Linked DNA regions of Larimichthys crocea: region 1 is linked to region 2. Evidence: chromatin contacts called from public Hi-C data. All regions are on one chromosome and are shown on one strand. The core of a region is the stretch at or near the end of the contact, and the rest is flanking DNA. Distances in the headings are between cores, read along the strand shown. Region 1 holds the start of tgfb2 (transforming growth factor, beta 2). Region 2 holds the start of lyplal1 (lysophospholipase like 1).

Region 1 (4,204 bases), core at 903-3,402, 140 kb after region 2:
TGAGAACAATATATCCATTCTTAAATGGAGTTAAAGAGCAGATCTGGGATCAGTGTTTTCTGTGTCTAACTGCTCACAATAGTCTTACAATAACAACTTGTCTTTGCTAGTCATCACTGTCATCATGCCACCCATCTGACGTCAGCAGCAAAACTACATTTGGAAATGTGAAGACAATAACATCACACTGTGTTTGGTTCACTCCCTCCTGCTTTCCCAGCTGTGGTCTGCAGCTGCTTTCACAAGAAAACAATCTGAATGATCGCTCTGACTGTGACACTACTACAGCTGAGTGGACCACGTTAAGAACACCACACACTGTCAGAGCAGTGGCGGTTTTCAGGGGGATAAGGACGTGGAGGTCAGCAGGAGCCTTAAATTCACCAAATTACAAAAAAGTCTCTGCTCTGAGAGTTTGTACAAAAATGAGAATTTGACTGTGACGTAGTTCCAATGAGATGAACACTCTGTATGGAGAGACACCACCAAAGGGTAAAAATGACTCGTTCAACACTGAAAACAGATCAAGTCCTGATGTGACTGATGTGTGGAGTCCATGCAGGAGGAGGCGTTGAGCTGGCTCCGCAGACTCTGCTGGACTCTGTAGTTGTTGATGTCTGAGAACTGCAGCTCAGCTCAGACTCCCTCACTCTATCTGGCTGTTCCCCTGCATTCATCCAGCAGCATGATAGAATTTCCAAGACAATCACAAACACACGTGACCAAACGCTATTTGGGACTTTTAAACACTCCAGCCATCAGTGGAGGCCACAGAGGAACACACATATGCATACTGCACATATGAACACACACACGCGCACGCGCATACTTACTCTCTGACGGATAGAAGGGCTGCATGTCGATCTTGTGCACCTCCTTGGCGTAATACTCCTCCTCGCTCCGCTGCCGCTCACACGTCGCCGCCCGTTCGTTCGCCTTCTCCTGCAGCAGGTCCCGGGTGCTGTTGTAAATAGCGACAATGTCCCGGGACACCTCCTCGGGCTCAGGAAAATCCTCCGGGGGGGTGGTGAGCTTCAGTTTGCTCAGGATCTGCCCCCGGATCGCCTCGATGCGTTTCTTCTTGAACTGATCCATGTCCAGCGTGCTGCATGTGGACAAACTGAGCGCCACGGTGGCTAAATCCAAAGTTAGGAGGAGACTGACAATACACAGGTTCATCTTGTCCTCCACAGTATTCAAATCTCAAATAAAAAACAGATTCAGGAAATATTCACTCTTTAAATCTCGCCAGGAAGACGCATTTCTCAAACAAAAATCAAAGTGGAGAGCATTTACGCACACGGGTCAAGACGCCAAAAGAGTTATTTAAAATCTTTTAATTACCCAGTTTTTTTTAGCAAAGTGTACCTGAAAATCCATTCAACAGTCCCGAAACAAAAAGGTACCCGTTACTTGGTCGGAAGGGCTCCCACGGATCTATTCCCGGCTGACAGATAGAGTGCGTAAAGGTGCCGCTGAATGTTGCCAGAGGTGGACGCGACATCAAACGGGTCTGAAATTCATGGACGAAAACAAGAGTGAAAAACAGCTGAGGGCGCAGAGTCAGCGGGACGCACAGCCGTGTAGCCTGCGGGACTGAGCACACCTCCACCGCATCAGAGCGCTCGGATCGGAGCTTTCCTAACCGCACCTTAGCCTCCACGAGCCCGGGCCCGACGTCTCTATCTTTCAAACTTCAGCGGCTCGATGTGCAAGTCATCGCTTTACTCTACGGACAAAAAGTTGTTTTACACACACCAAAACTCGGACGCGGTCCTGCCGATCAGCGGGGACGCAAGGTGCGGAGTCTGGCTGACACGTCGAGGCGAAATCGCGAATCCGCACAGAGTGGTTAAAGCGGTGACAGGCTCTGCCTTTAGAAGCAGCTCAGTAATAAAAAAAAGCCTTCGGTACTGTGGAGCGCTTTCACGCGTCTTCCCTCACCCCATCTAGTAGGGGAATAGCTCGTCCTTTACGCGTGCCAAGCGGACAGCAGTGGCCGCTTGTAGGAGATTTATACTGGACTGAAGTTACCACGTGCTCCCCCCTCCGCTCACTTCAAACCAAGGTTGTGGTCATCGCTGTCGGAGAAGGGGACCCCTTCAATTGCACGTTACGAGACGATTTATTGTAACTAGGAGTGCTCGCTGTGCCCATTGGGACAGCGCTGCAACGGCTAATGGCCCATTGGCCCCGGTACGTCGTGACGCAGGGTCCTAAAGCCGGTCAGAGCCAGGCGCCTGGAACTTTTGAAAAGCTGCCACAGAAACATCTCCGTGGTGCCCTTTCTCCATGTCACACTTCACACGTTTTAGTGTTTACCACTCACGGGACTGTAATGATTACGTACTAGTGAGCTCATGCATGATGCAGGGAACACATGAACACTGTACAATGTTGTTATCTTATATTATATAGAGTTTTGTTCTTTAGTTGATTTCATGTCTCCTCTGTGTACGTTATCATCTTCTGTTACAGGCTAATAAGAACTGTTTGAACAGGGAGTGGTAATGACTTCACTGGCCATAACAACAGTTTATTAAGAACCTTTTCGTTCTGCTCAGCTCACAGTGTTAACAAGTTGAACACAGCTCACTAATGAAACTATCATTTTTTTCTGTTCTGGCCCCAGATGTGCTATGTGGTCATTTGATGAGCCTGACAGTCATGTAGGTGATCACTGGGACCGTCCTCAGGAAAGGTAACAAATCACAGTCCTGTCAGCTGATGTTGGGTTTACATTGTAGACATATTATCGATTATCAATGACCAGAAACCTTTCTAAAGATTATTTTATTTTGGCCTTTTCAAGCTGTATTTTGATAGAGACAGGCATGTGTGGAAAGAGAGATGGGGAATGACGTGCGGGAAAGAGCCACAGGTCGGATTTGAACCCTGGGCCACCACAGCAAGGACTGAGCGATGACTTTATACATGGGGCGGCTGCTCTACCAGCTGAGCGAAACACTTCCCCAATGCCCTGAAACTGTACATTTTAAACATTGTTTTTCTGTTTCGTGCCGTGAACTTTTTAGTCCTTCTCCACATTGTAAACTCAACATGTAGCCTCTCTCTGATCATCTCTGACACCATCATGAATAATGTGGTTCAGAGTTCTTCTAAACAGTCCTTCAAAGGATTTGAGGTCAGAAGAGCCTGAAAAGGCCATAACAGTCAATCAGCAGTCTGTGGACCGGGGTGTCCTCTCCATTCATCTGTCAGCTGACTGGGTGGTGTCAGATGTAATAGGATAGGACCGGCTCCACCATGTGCTTCTCCAGCCTTCGTGCACTCCCACACGCTCTGAGCCGGCTGTGTGGCAGCTTTATCTACATTCACACCCCTCAGAAAAAATACCACTTCATTGTGCATCGTGCATCATGCATCATGCATCATGTGCCAAAGCCTGGTGCCGGCCCTCCACGCTCCGCTCGACCAAAGCCGGCCATCCATCAGGTCTGACAGCTGCTCCCTCATTCTCTGGATTCAGAGGCTGCTGCAAACCAGATGCTGTCACTAAATCAGAAAAAACAGATGTGAGACAAGACTAGGTGTGTGTCTGAGGCTGTTCCTTCAGACACCTGTTCCACAAACAGACAGGAGGAACATGCAGGAGACGATCTGATCCCGTCCAATCCAGATGATTCTTAATCTAGAACATGATTTCAGCACACAGACGACCGTGTTTTCACCTCACTCACTTTCAAAAGTAGAACACAGTCTTCTTCATCAGCAGATTCATTTTGCTGAAGTGTTGATGTGTGTAAACCTTCCATAAGTCATAATTATATAAATACACTTGTAAAATGTTGAGTGCTGGGACAGAAACATTCAACATCAGTTATTGAAGGACTGTTTAAAACTAAAATCAGCACTTGCAGGATGTTTTTCGGTGACTGTGTGTCATCAGGCATTTCACACAAACACAACTGTGCGCCGTACATGACTGCAGCGAGGTGACATGTGACCACTGGAGGTCAGCAAAGAAGATATTCTGGGGTGTAAGGATCATTTCACTTTATGTTCACAGCTTTTGCCATCATTTCTGTCAGTCATGAGAATATTGGATCAAGACTGGACTAACCCGGACAAGAGACCGAAGAAACCACAGGCATCATTTTATACCAATGAGCCTTGTACAACTTTTAAATTCATCTGCAATTTGAATAGAATAGAATGCAATTCTATTCCTGATTGTTGCAAA
Region 2 (4,713 bases), core at 362-2,861:
GGTCTGTTCTCAGCTGTCTAACAGCCTGCTCATGCTGTGGACTACTACCACTTTGTTTCCTGTTTCCTCTACATACCATAGTTTTCGCCGCTCAGTATACAGTGTATCTAGTCTATTTTAAGAGGCTACCATATATAAATAAATAATAAAATATATAAAATGCGAGCAGTGATACCATTAACAGATTTGCTTTTTCCACTACTTTGGCCTTAGTTGCCCACGTCATCTTACTGCTTTGAAATAGATTTCATGCTCCTCACTGCATATTGTACACTCTGGTCAGAAGATCTTCAGTTGCTATGCACGAGATGCTGCAGCACTGGTATAATGTTATTCTATTATACAACTGACCTGCACTGCACGTGTAGTCTTCACTGCCTTCACCACTGAAAAAGCTGGTTTGTACCTGGTTAACTCATGAAAAGGAGAGAGCTGAAGCCAGGTGTTTTCGCTGTAACAAGAGCTAAATATCTGCTGGTCTAATAGAGTGTTTGTCTGAACATGGAGAAGCTGCTCTGCACATTTAGCTTAGATGACAGTTCATTTGAATACAGAAACTCCAAACTAAACTATGCACAGAAAGTGTTTGCTAGATTATTTCTTTGTTGTAACAATACATTTCTTATACCATTGGAAAGCCTGATGATTTCCTTTTTAAATGGTGCCACTTTGTAAGGAACATGCATTTGTGGGTTGCACACATGGACAGTTGGCCAAATCTTCTGGACAAACAGCTTTTCTTTACTGTTGACTCTTGTTTGGTGGATTGGATGATTCAAGTCTGAAGAAACAATTTAACTTTTTATTCATTTATCAAACAGTAGCCTCAGGAGTGTGGGGAAGAATCAGCCTGTTTCACTCAGCTCTCCCATGTGCCTGTTGTCATCTTCACGGTCTACATTTCTAATTATGTTTTTATTCTGCCATTTTGCCATGTCCACTCGCTTTGTATCTGTGTGTGCTGTGTGTCAGCGCTGTGCACACTGACCTAACAGGAACACCTCAAAGGAAGAAGTGCTCCTAGTCACCAAGCAGTGAGGATGTCCACGCTCAGTCTGTGTTCAGCGCAGCTATCCCACACACAATAACACATGGCGGGGAAACGAACACACGGAGAGGACAGAGCACCTGAGCCAGCGCCGGTCCTGGCCACATTTGCGCCCTGGGCGAACCCCCCCCCCCCCCGAGGCGAACATTTTCTCGTGCGCCCTGACGGCCGCCCGTGCGCCCCTGGATGCGGCGTCCGACGCCCCCCTCTGCCTTGTCAACACCCCGCTCCCGGGGCGCCCGCTCCGCTAACTTAATGAGCGGATTCGAAAATTACCGAGGTTTTTTTGCTTTTTCGGGCGTTCGTGCGCCCCCCACGGAGAATGCGCCCTGGGCGGCCGCCCACATTGCCCATAGCTAGGACCGGCCCTGACCTGAGCCGTGCAGGAAGATGATCGAGGCGGTGTGTTTGCCAGCTGGAGACGAGGCACAAGTCTGAAGCTTCCTGACGGCAGCCATGACAGCTAGACGGAAATCTCGCGAGAGGTTTCGGCCAGCAGAAGTGACTCTCGCGAGACGCATCACAAAGCCTGGGCTGGAATCCTGAAGTTATGAAGACACACCGTGTGTCATTCACACATTTCAGCTACATACACTGTGCAGGTTGTATACAGGTGTGTGTGTGTGTGTGTGTGTGTGTGTGTGTGTGTGTGTGTGATACAACACCACTCTCCTTTTCACAGTAGTTGTTACAAAAATGTATTTCAAAACATGCACCAAGTATATTGTGTTGCTTTATATCAAATAAACAGATGATTGAACACAATATATGAAGGTGTGCACATGCGCTGTAAATGTTCTGTCATCCTGAATCTTACATAATGTAACATCCAAGTAGATGAATGATGACTGATGGACACTTGGGGTCATAACATCTAAACAAAATATTATTTTGGGCACTTGGGCGACATGTACCTCACTGCTGCTCTTATGTGGTTAAATAGAGCATGTTTTCCAGTACTGTGTCATACACTATGTGGTTATCTCATGGAATGTCTGGATCTACAAATCAGTTTGAACACATTTGAGGGTCTTATCTTGTATAAACCTCGGCCTCTTTAACTTGGATTCTGGTCATTTTCTTCAGCCTTGCACTCAGAGACCACACAAACAGTGTCCCCGCCCTGAACCTCCACTAATGATGCTGAGATTGGAGGGAAGAGAGTTGCTTTATAAGGCCTGAACCAGATGTAGCTCCTCGGACTCTAAGTCTCTTAGTCGGTATTCTTGTGGTGATCAGCAAATGATGTATGCATAGCATATTTGTTGTATCTATGATTTCTGTTTTTTGTATAAATGATATCATATCAAATAAATACCTTTATACAGATGGTTTTGCCTAAAAGCAGTTACATTGTAAGGGTTTTAGTGTAGTCCTCCTGATGTTGTACAGGTGGAATCCAAGCAGCATCATTTTGAATTCATGATCTCTAATCTGGATTTGAACTGAAACATGACTGGATTATTGCTGCAGTGGATTAGCCCCTATAAACTTTAATTTCATGAATGTTTCTATTCCTGACCACAGACTGTATAAAATACGAACATAGTCTCCATGTTGTCAGCCACAGGTTTCTGAAGAGCTGTTGTGAAGCTCAGTGTGGTGGCTCTGGCCACTGCCATTGTGGCAGTCCTGCCTCTGCTCCCTCCTGGCTGATCTAGAAATGGTCAATGATGTGGACTGTGGGTAGAGCTGAGGTGGGCTAAATGAAGTCTGGTTACTAAAACAAGCTACCTGCAATGAAATCATGCTACTGCCAGCGAGTCTAATACAACACTGACGACTGTTTTATAAAATAAAATAAAAAAAATAGATGCCCATAACAGCAGCAGTTGCCGTGGCAGTAACTGTCCCAGACTCCAGCAACTGTCGTGAAGGCCAGTGGCAGCCTCCGGAAGTGCCACTACTAACTGCCGCTGCCACGAATTGAGCCAGCCCTTGCTGCAGCGATCATTAAGCAGCTAACTCCTAGCAGTTGCTAAAAACTGACCAGCAACCAGACCAGGTCTGACAAGATCTTGTTAATTTTGATGCATTTCAGCATTAAAAATAAAGAAAAAACACAGATTAAGAAGGTTTATTCAAACTTTTGATTAATACTGTGCTTTTCTGATTTCCTCCATAGAATCAATAGAATAGATACATACAGCACATGAAGCCACATGAAACACAGAACAGACAACAAGAACATGAGTCCAATAGTGTAATTGCTGCAGTTTGCTGAGGGCAGTGATGGCATGTTCTGAGATCTGTACCTGCGGCCGGATGGGAGAAGAGTGAAGTTCAGGGAGTAGCTGGGGTTGTGTGCTATGGTGACTCCTTGCATGTGATGGCTGAGATCAGAAGTAGGCAGATGAATGAATGTGTTTGTGGTGGTGACCATGAGCATCGTGAAGTGGAGGACGGGTTCTGCTGTTCTGCTTTGCTTTTGATTGATCACTTTTATTTTCTTTGTTGCATTTCATTGCATTTGTGTCATTTCTTTCTTTATCTTTTACTATCTAGTTTTTAAAAATTTCATTTTATTTGATCTTAATTGATTTTAAATGCCTCCCAATGCTATTCTTCGCCTTTGTAAAGCTCTGCCCCTGAAGAACTGCCTCTGTTTGAAATGTGTTACATAAATAAGGTGGTCTTGCCTCATGTGCAATAAATCCTGTGAGTAGAAGCAGTGTTGCTTTCTGAGGCTGAGAAAGTACATTTCTCTCTCAGTGAGAAAGTAAAGTGGTTGTAGTTTTTGAGGACTGCATAGACCACCAAGGCAGTCTTCATAATTAACGCTGAAATGTTCCTTTAAGATTTTGGGGGAGTCGTTGGGAAGTACTGCAGTTGTTCTGGCAGGCGCTCATATCTTAAGGCCTGGTTGTTGTAAGTGGTAAACAGTGGAGCCACAGACAGTAGCTGTGGAAACATAAATCAACCAATGATTCTTTCAACAGTCTGAACTCGACATACCACATTTCTACCACACTCACACACGCATCCACGTGTTCTCATGCACACACAGCAGGGTAAGAAAGCGCTGATCTGTGTTCAGACCCCTAATGAGCTCTCTCATCCTCAAGCTGAGAAAAAAGGAGGACAACCCTTCCTTTTGCTTTTATCATGCTGGAACCTTCATCAGCTAACTCCCAACTCCAACTATTTTTCACCGTCTCTGTTTTTCCACTTGTGGTATCAATTTGTTGAGCTGACATATTAACCGCTCTCAGTGAAACTCTTTTGGACACACAATGGAAACTTTTCTTATGACTGCTTATATCTCTTATTCTGTAACCAACACTTCAACTACTTTAAAAGTTTCAACAGACAGATGCATGCAGCGCTTGCTCAATGTTACGGCAGTGTTTTGACTTGTAAATCCAGGTGTGTGATTGCCAGCCCAGCTGGTCGCCGCTGATTTTTGTTCTCCTTTTGTTTTCATTCAGATAGAACAGCCTCTGGTTTATAGAGTTCTCTTTTGTTTGATTGATTTTGTTTCTTTAACAGCATCCACTCGCCCTTGGTTTTAATTTTAATACCTCACCTTCTTTTGTTTCATTAATCTGTATTTCGATCAATATATTTCTTTGTTTATTGAGCTGGGACATAACACTCATCATCGAATTACATTTTGTCTGATTTCACCTCTTCCTCTGAGGCTGACAGCTTTCAGCTCCAACTCT

Evidence for each region. Hi-C and Micro-C count contacts between places; a contact is called where the count stands out from the background.
Region 1: a contact with region 2 is called in a Hi-C map of muscle, with 5 times the contacts expected there. The contact joins the promoter of tgfb2 here to the promoter of lyplal1 in region 2. A contact is called at or near these places in 2 of 7 Hi-C or Micro-C datasets (both in muscle).

Annotation. Positions count from the first base shown.
Region 1 is chrXIII:13,999,532-14,003,735 of L_crocea_2.0, forward strand. It overlaps tgfb2 (transforming growth factor, beta 2), which reads right to left and starts at 2,153. Exons shown (of 7, transcript XM_010752699.3): 1 at 834-2,153. The coding sequence starts at 1,179.
Region 2 is chrXIII:13,864,737-13,869,449 of L_crocea_2.0, forward strand. It overlaps lyplal1 (lysophospholipase like 1), which reads right to left and starts at 1,612. Exons shown (of 5, transcript XM_027286047.1): 1 at 1,325-1,612.